Linked DNA regions of Oryzias latipes: region 2 is linked to region 1. A link is a contact called in public Hi-C data. All regions are on one chromosome and are shown on one strand. Each heading gives the region's core, a stretch centred on a gene start, on an enhancer-like site or on the middle of the called end of the contact. The rest is flanking DNA. Distances are from core to core; before and after follow the strand shown. Region 1 has its middle 20 kb from the start of bmf. Region 2 holds the start of dnajc17 (dnaJ homolog subfamily C member 17).

Region 1 (4,794 bases), core at 916-3,415:
TCTGAACGAGAGGGATCAAGGTAGAAGCGTTAGGTTACAGGGGGCTGAGGTGAAGAAGGTGCAGGAGTTTAAGTATTTGGGGTCAACAGTTCAGTGTGATGGGGAGTGTGGAAAAGAGGTGAAGAGGCGAGTGCAGGCAGGTTGGAGCGGGTGGAGGAAAGTGTCAGGAGTGTTGTGTGACAGAAGAGTGCCAGCAAGACTCAAAGGAAAGGTGTACAAGACAGTGGTGAGACCAGCTCTGCTCTATGGGTTAGAAACGGTAGCAGTGAGACCGAGACAAGAGGCTGAGATGGAGGTAGCGGAGATGAAGATGTTGAGGTTCTCCTTAGGAGTAACCAGGTTAGACAGGATAAGGAACGAGTACATCAGAGGGACGGCTCATGTTGTCTGTGTTAGGGACAAAGTCAGAGAAGCCAGACTGAGATGGTTTGGACATGTTCAGAGGAGGGATAGTGGATATATTGGTAGAAGGATGTTGGAGATGGAGCTGCCTGGCAGGAGGGCGAGAGGACGGCCAAAGAGGAGATACATGGATGTCTTAACAGAGGACATGAAGTTGGCTAATGTTAGGGTAGAAGATGTCCATGATAGAGTGAGGTGGAAAAGGATGATTCGCTGTGGCGACCCCTGATGGGAAAAGCCGAAAGAGAAAGAAGAAGAAAGAATTTAGGTTTGGAGAAACAGCTTTACAGGGTTCTGAGGAACGACAATTAATGGTTAAACTGATGAAGGATATTTATGAGATCAAGTGTGCTGTTGGTGTGAAAGATTAGTTGAAGGTGGAGATGGGACTGCATTAAAAGTTCTGCTCTGGGCCCCCTTTTCACTGCAGTGGACGGCAAACAGAAGAAAATTAAATCAAGCATTTATCAAGTGAATCCCCTGAAAATATAAGTCACTGTAAAACAGAAGAAGTACAAATGAGTGGAAAGAAGGAGAAACTGTCAGAAAAGTAAAGAAGAAAAGTTGAGGAGCAATCTGCAACTGAACAAAGGCAGAACAGGGAAAGAAGTGTTATGGCGAGACAATAATGAGAGGCAGCAGCAAATACAAAACTCTGATGGTTAGCAAAAGTGCAAACAAATAATATTAAATGCACTTTTTCACAAACACTTTAGGTCTTTACTAGTGGAGCCAAAGGTATAGTTGCGAAGCCCCTTAAAACAAGAAAACAGCTCCTATAATCCAAGACTAGTGCTGTTATCATCAAAAAAGGAACAAATTACTGCAGAAAAAAAAAGTTTGGGACACAGACTTTATAGCAATTTGAAAGTTTTAACGATGATTTGTTAAAAATAGCGCAGTACTAAGATGGGTAAACTGCAAAAGCTGGTTTTTAGCTCATTTTAATTTATGTCAAGAATCTTTGGAAAGTTAGATATATATATAAAACTACTTGGATTTTTTTTTAACCACTCAAACCTACATTATGATTCGTGTAAATAAAACCTAATTTTGTTGGTTCATATTTTTGTGTGTTTGATGGAAAAAGGGGTCAATCTGAATATGTTAAAACAGTAAAAACCTTTTGTCCTTTTATTTGTTTATTTGATACATTTTGAAAAAAGGCATTCAAAATGATGTTAGGTCTTTGATTTAAATTTTCTTTCAGGTTCTTGAACCGTTTTGGGTAGGAAAGTTTGACTTTCCATCAAAACCAAATATTTGATAAAACATTTCAAAGGAGTCAGTATTGAAATAAACACGGTCAAGCCTTGTAACAGGCTGAATGCTGATGTGGTGCTTGGCGTCAGAAAAAACAAAATAAAATATTGCAGGTTTCTGCCTAAATTAAAGATGAAGTATCTTTTGTGTTTTGCTCTCAGGTAAATTTGTCAACAGTGATTAGGTTACTGCAACCATAATGTTTTCATGGTAAAAATGCATTTTCAGCTAAAAAGAAAAGAAGATTGTTGCTTTTTACAAGTGAAATAACTTCCATCTACTCTGATTCAAGCAGCTCTTGGGTTGGAAAAAACAAGTACTATCTTAATCACTCTGCAGTTGTATTTTTAGTTGGTTGGCTCTCTGAAAGCAGCTTGAAGCGATGAAGGACTCCAGACCCGTTCCAAACAAAGACACTCTGTCCATATGCAAGAGTAATGAAGCTTGCTCACGCATACTATCACAGTCCTGCAAGACAGGTAACACTGATTAAGCTTAGGCTGAAGCAAAGCTGCGAGACAACAGTGACCCCTGTTGATCACAACAGATGACATTTTATTTCTCTATCTGTATTAGAGTGAATGGTGTGAATCACAAAAAAAACCCAAAAATGATTTTCCCTCACAGCAACAGCAAAACTGACTCCAAAAGAAGTCATGTGTGGACATTAGATTTTTAAGTAATGATGTTTTGGTCAAAGTTATCTTGCAGTGATGAAAAAAATAATACAATTAAAGTGAGTACAGAGAGAGAGGATGATGGGGAAAAAGTGCAATTGCAACACATTTTTCTTTTTTGTAGACTAAAAGGAAAAAAATAGAACTGAAGGCATGGTTTGTGATTTTATTTTGGTTTGACACCAACATGCTGTAAAATGTTAAATACTTCCTATAAATCTGTTATATGTTTAACCCTTTCACGAGTATTTTCAATTATAAAAAAGGTATTCCATCCATCCATCCATTCATTACTTCTCTTAACCTGCTATATCCCTGTCAGGGTCGAGGGGATGGCAGAGACTGTCCCGGCTAGTGTTGGATGAAGGTGAGGTACACCCTGGACAGGTCACCAGTCTGTTGCAGGGCACACAATGACTCCCATACACACTCACACGTGCACACCTAGGGACACTTCAGACTAAACAATTAACCTCTGTAGCTCGTCTTTAGACAGTGGGAGGAAGTCGGAGTGCCTGGAGGAAACCAACGCATGCACGGGAAGAACACGCAAACTCCACGTAGAAAGCTCCCAACCAGGATTTGAACCAGGGCCTTCTAACTTTGAGGCAAGAGTGCTAACCACTGCACCTCAATACACAATTAAATAAATAAATATTCAGTGTTTTTCCCTTTTAAGCCGATGCTAAATTAAATAAAGTCATGGAATAAATGGGACATTGTGAATTAGTGACAAATGGTGTGAAGGGGCTAAAATCAACTATCTTTTATTATTATTTCAGAATCATTCAGATCAGTATTTATCAATCAATCAATCAAACTTTATTTATAAAGCACTCTTCATATAAAATTATAACACAAAGAGCTTTACATTAAAACAAAACAAAATAAATAATAGAAAAACAAGCATTCAGATGATGAGTGGAAGCGCTCGGCTGGCAGACATTATTCAAGATGACTATATTTCCAGACCTCATGAAACGCTTATATATATAAATACGGTATATATGTGATACATTGTTCAATACTTTTAATACTTTAAATACAATAATCTTTAGAGTACGATTGTGAACTAATATACAAAGAACCCATGGTGACATTAGTGCAGTGCTTCTAAATTATTTTTTGCAAGCCCCCCCCTTGGAAAAAGAAAATGTTTTGCGCCCCCCTAATCCCCCCACCCCCCACTCACACTCGCCGCGGTGACAATACATTAGTTTAGTAGCTAAAAAATTGTGTAAGAATGCCTGAAATTGTATCTTTTAACATTAACTAAAGAAAAAAAGCAACATAAATCCACTTTCAAAAATTATTAACTTAATTTTGCCACACAGAAACCCACTTCTAGTCTAAAACAGAAAAACAGCTTAAAGTGCCTGAAATAAAATAATCTGTCAGTCCTCATTTAAACTAGAAAACATTTTTGACCAATTTTGAACCATTTGATGCTGAGAAAAATAATTCAATCAATAAATAATATTAAATGTAAATTGATCTGAAACATCAACACAGCAGCACCAATATATTTAACGTTTTAGTCTGAATAAATATAAAAAAAAACATTGTGCTGATTTTTTTTCTAAATGATGGATTGTTTATTTCTGATCTCATAAAGTGCAGCTGTTTTCCAGCATTACCTGCTGTCTTTATGTCAAATACTGACACCAAGTAAACACAGGAAAACAAAGAATACATTTATGGACAGTAAAGTCGTCATCAAAATGTCTACAATAGTTAATAAAGAATGACATTATTAGCATGAGTTTAGTAATAAAGGCACGCGATGATCCTGGTGATGCGCAATCTAGGCAGCGTTCCACTTTGTTGCCTGAGCCCACTACCCCTCCCCTTTCATTCTCACAGACACGAGTCGCGTGTGACAGGAGACAGGAGCAGCTGCAGGGACGGCAGTTCACAGGTTTCAGGCCATCACAGAGTTTGTAACAGCTGCACAGATGTTTTTTTCCAAGCACTGAGCCGCTGTTACCACCGCCCCCCGTTAAATTTGCGCCCCGAGCAATTGCCCATATTACCTGTGCCTAAGACCCGCCCCCCTGGCATCGCCCCACTATTTGAGAAGCACTGCATTAGAGTAATAGAACAATATCAGAAATGGATTCTGTGGTCCACTTGGTTTGTGGTAAAATATACATAATTCTATTTTTAAGAAAAAATGGGTCTGGGTTCTTACAGGTTAATATAAATATGAGTGCTCGGTGCTCATCCTGTCATAACCAACACTATAGTGCTGCTGGCTACTTAGGGTTAGGGTTAGGGTTCAATTTATAATTCAAATTGTGAAAATAAAAATACGTTAAAACAATGTTTATTTGACTGATACATTTCGCTCTAAGTCAACACAAGCTTTCTGTGTAGGAAGACTAAAAGAGAAACAGGCCTACTGCTGATTTTAATTAGAGGGAAATTACCCAATCTCCTCATATACAATCAT
Region 2 (4,794 bases), core at 1,105-3,604, 97 kb after region 1:
CCACTCAGCATTCTTTCCCCTCAAAACACGGTGAGTTCCATTCTGGTCTTTTCTGACCTCATGACATCCTCCTCTGGATCATGCAGGTGGTCTCTGGAGAGCTTTAAACAGGCCTGAACACATGTTGGCTTAAGCAGTATTTGAATTTATGATGACGTAGTGTGTTACCATAGGAACCTCTATTAATATGGTCCCAGCTCTTTGGGTCCTTTATATCTGCCGAATTCAAAGTAGACACACATTTTTTAACTTATTAAATATTAAACATCATCATTTTTGGGTTTTAATTTGTACTCATTTTATTCTGAATAATTATCTAAAATATCTAAATGTTATAATGAATTTAAAGAATATGGTTTGTCTGTCACCCCATGGCAGTATGTATCCTCACCCCATTTTTGATTTAATTTGGTTAAAATCATAGCAAATTTGCTTTTACATTAGCTCATTTTTGTATTCTTCCTTCCAATAACCATATTTTTTGTTTTCAATAACCTGGAGATGTAAATAAACTATAAAAAAATGTCTTTCCATGTCTATGAAACTATGAAGCCTTCCAATGATCTGTCAGCGTGTCATTCAGACATGTGAGAGCTTTTTCCACAGTTTTGTTGAGTCAATCCTTGTTCTGTAATGGTATTCTTTACAAACTAATTAACCTTAATCACAGTTATAAAGACTTAAGAATCAAATCCCTGCAAAGATGTGGCCAACAGTTGAGCTCAAAATGCTCTGTCTGGAGGTAAACCATGCAGGCATGTTGCTGCTGCAAACTGCAAAGCCTTAGGTAATTTGGTTGAATAAAATTTGAGTAGCTGAATAACCGCGAGAACATTGTGTGGTCCTGGCTGCTGACATTGTTTCACCAAAGCAATCTGTGGTAGGTTCAACTCCGGTGGCTAGACCCGAGCAAAAGCCTGCTTTAGCAGCACCATAAAGCAAACCCCGGTCATCTACAGTCATTAAATCATAAGCTCTGACATGCATGTTTCTCCGACACGTCTCAACGAGCCACACGCAAGGGATGGTCAACAGTGGTGATAACAGGAAGACAAGGTTAGAGAACCACAAGGGAATATGGGAAAGTCATAGAAAGTTCCTCACAAGCTCAGCCTGCATAAACACCTTTGAGATCGGCCTCTTCCATGCGAGCTGCAATAAACAACGTGTACAAAAGTGGGGAGAGGGCAGTGGGCCAAACAAATGCCATGATATGCGTATGCCCACATTTGACTGATTTTGGAGCTCCAATCTGCACAGAAGTCCACTATCTCTCCCAATCATCAGCCGACCTCACAGAGAACCAGCACTCTCCGTTTTGGAGCCTCAATTCTGCACAAACCACAACCCTTAACTTCCCTCCACATTAATCCTCTGGGGAGTTGAGCACTTTGAAATCCAGTTACGAAAATTAACTTCTTCCCTCATTTTGGCAGCTAATGCGTATTCCCCTTAGACAAGAGGATTGTAAAGGCAGCGGTGGTCATAGGAAAAAGACTATGGTGAACCACTTCTGACTAAGAGAGGAACTAGTAGATGAAAGGGGATTGGGTTTTACAAAAAATATATATGTTTAACATTTAAAAAAATTATATTTATGCAAAAATGGATGATGGAAATGTTTTTCATGAATAATTATGTTGCACATGTATGTACAAAAGTTTCTCGATAGGTTTCACACGTGATGGTTCTTGAGATCATAATTACCATGCTCTTACAGAAAAACATTAGAGTAAATTGGTGTAACACCACCACCTAGTGGTGTCTACTGTTAACTGCAGTCACTGTGAGTTAGCAGTTAGCCGGTCTTGCACCAGGTTGTCTGCTTTTAAATGGGGGTTTTTATCAAGATAGTATTGAGCAATATATAACATTGTTTTAGTTTGACATCGTTAAACCTTAACTAATTCAAAAGTTTTCACCTCGAGCTTTATTTCACACACAAACACTGCGTTAAAATCATTTTTTTAGCATGCATCTACAGCACAGTTACCTTCCTCATCAAAACCGTTTTTTTCTTTAACTTAGTAATCTTTTGTGCTTAAATCAACTACTCGGTTAAAACCGGCCACTATTTTTTTTTCATTAAAGAATCCAACTTCTTATTTATTAAACAAATACTTAGCGTACCTCTTTGGTTGTGGCAGAACTCTTAATACCGAGTAAGCCATACAGATCCATCTGTAGGATATCCTTGGCCTTTCCAGACATCTTTTCCAAATGACAAGTGAAAAGACAAAAAATATATACAATAATATTTAAAGTTAAAAATAATTGTAAGGGTTTGTCTAATTTATTTAGGCTATTTGTTGTGGTAGTTGTTTCATGATACCGGAATGACTCGGGTCGCATGAATATGACGTTAATAACGACCCGGATGTTCTTTGTGCCCTACGAAATGTAGTCCATATATTAATTCATAAGGTACTTTTAAACACTTTTACTCCACATTTATAAAAAAAAAACACATGCATACATACTGTACACCTACGGATTTTAATTAGTTTTTAATTTATTGGAACATATAATGCTCATTTTGCATATTTATTCTTATCAAATGAAAAATACATATGTATATCAAATCAAATAAAACTTTATTTGTATGGCACTTTTACAACTCAGGTCACTCAAAACGCGTCACAGAAAAACATAATCAAATTTAAAAACAAAAGAACAGGACAAACAAATGTTTTGTTTAAAACGCACACAATGCCGAGCCCCCCGCCACCCAAACCACCCACCCACAAATACACACGTAGACAGACACACTGCATGATAAAAAGAGTAATAAAATGAAGCCATGTAGAAGCCTGGGTTTTGTATTGAAGTGTGGAAACGATGTTTTTAGGGAAATGTCCACATTCACAGAATAGCCACAGGACCCCCCAGATCAAAGCAAAAGAGCCAGACCTAAGGGTAACTTTTTGTCAGTTGTTTATTTTTTACTATTTTTATATGTGGTTTCTTATTTTGATTGTTTAATCTAATTCTATTTGCTGACAGTCATATTTATCCATAACAATCCAGTTTTCAAATCGTGCATTAGTTATAATCTTATCATCAGCAGGTGAATTATCTTCATCTTTCATTTTGCACAATAATTAAAATTAATTAATAAAATGTGCTTGAAACAGGCGAGAAATCGTGTAGATGGTAAAACATGACTAAAAAGCAAAAAATAAACATTTTATTTCAGGGCTTTTGGTGTGTTTGTTGTTGGTTCATGGGAGGGGTAAGCAAGGCACTTCTCCTGAGTGGGTAAACAACTTTCTGAACAGGTTAGTGTGTTTTATGTACCGGTAGTCAATTTTCTAAAACTCTATATAGAAAATGTAAAAATTGGAAGCTTAAAGTTTAAACTTGTAATTGTGGGATTTTCTGGGCATGTTGGAAGACACTAGGAAGGTCCTGAACCTACAACAGACCATTTTGCTACTATGTGCACATGCAGTCTGAAAAAGACTGCCACATATTTTCTAATCTTTCTTTTGTTTGTTTTGGGGTCATTTTGATCACATCATCTTAGCTTCAGAGATAACAAACGCCCAACATGTGAGTAAGATCATGCAACAACAATGGGACCCTTTTGTTATGAGGCAAGGGTTGTAACAAAATAAAGATTCTACAGACTACACTTGCTAAAATGTCCTGTCTAAGAAACATTTGTTATTATTTTTTTAAAGATTTCAAACTTGTACCGATTAAAATAATACGTCTGTCGGGGTATAATTTTCCTTATACTTTCTGAGAAAAGAGGTTGGTTGGTTTTAGTTTTATTTGTAGGAAGATTGCAATTCAATTACAGTTCTGGCCATCCTGTCTGAGTCAGTTTGTCAAAATAAATTCTTCAGAAAGACTCCAGTTAAAGGGAATAGAAATTATGCATGGACAAAATAATAGGATTTTTCTAGAAAAAAAAATTAATCATGCTCTTACTTAAAAAAAACATGACAGATGACAGAAAAACATATAAACATCTGAGGTAGAGTAAAACAAACATTTTTGTTCATGATTAAAATGCTTTCTATCATATTTCCATGAAACGATGACTCTGTTTTTACTTTAGAATGTCTGTTTATTTTATGATTATTTTCACTTACTTAATCAACTGCTGCAGCCCTTCCTGCAAGCCTTGGGGTTTCTCAAATTTCAGCACCAGGAAAAGGCCATAATGTGTGAAAACAGAGGAACTATAAACCACAAACTGAAACTTCCATTGTCGTTTTTTTTTCTTTTGGAATTCAAAAGGAAACACATTTCTCTAAAAAGAAAGCAACGTTGCATGTCATGAAGGTTGCATCAATCCTGGATTATGATGGAAAAAAATGTTCTAATAACAGAGGATATGGAATTAACCCTGGTGGTTAAATTCCACATGCTGTCCATACATATAATAGGAACCATCCCAATGATGTTGACTTTAATTAAAGATCACTTTCTGTTTGTTTAACTGCAGCCAGTGTGTTGCCTGACCCTCCCAAACTAGCTCAACAAGTGCTCCATCTCCAATGCTCAAAAGCTTTTGTTCAGAGATGGCAGTCTCATTTATTATGCCTCTGCAATCGGATAACACAGAGATGCGTTTTGCTTTCTTTCTGTTTTTAGTCTGCGTTTGCATTCTCTGCTGTCTCCCCGACAGAAGCGCCATTGTCTTCATGTTGAATAATGCATCCTTAAGAGATCATGCTGTGACTCGACCGTTTGAAGCAGCACAGCAATCTGCTGTTTTTCTTTGTGGCAGGGAAAGTTTAGCAAGTTATACAGCCCCAAGTCACAAACACTATGACAATTAGT

The links. Hi-C and Micro-C count contacts between places; a contact is called where the count stands out from the background.
Region 2: a Hi-C map of embryo shows a contact between it and region 1, with 4 times the contacts expected there. The contact joins the promoter of dnajc17 here to the enhancer-like site in region 1. A contact is called at or near these places in 3 of 5 Hi-C or Micro-C datasets (embryo and fibroblasts).

What each region holds. Positions count from the first base shown.
Region 1 is chr22:14,526,801-14,531,594 of ASM223467v1, forward strand. No RefSeq gene overlaps it. Among protein-coding and RNA genes, the nearest start is that of bmf, 20 kb to the left of the region's middle. Within about 2 kb of position 2,166, at least 1 of the 8 cell types and tissues checked has an H3K27ac peak or open chromatin away from gene starts, as enhancers often do. A contact at or near this core is called in embryo, where this site is marked.
Region 2 is chr22:14,623,261-14,628,054 of ASM223467v1, forward strand. It overlaps dnajc17 (dnaJ homolog subfamily C member 17), which reads right to left and starts at 2,355. Exons shown (of 11, transcript XM_004082352.4): 1 at 2,131-2,355. The coding sequence starts at 2,352.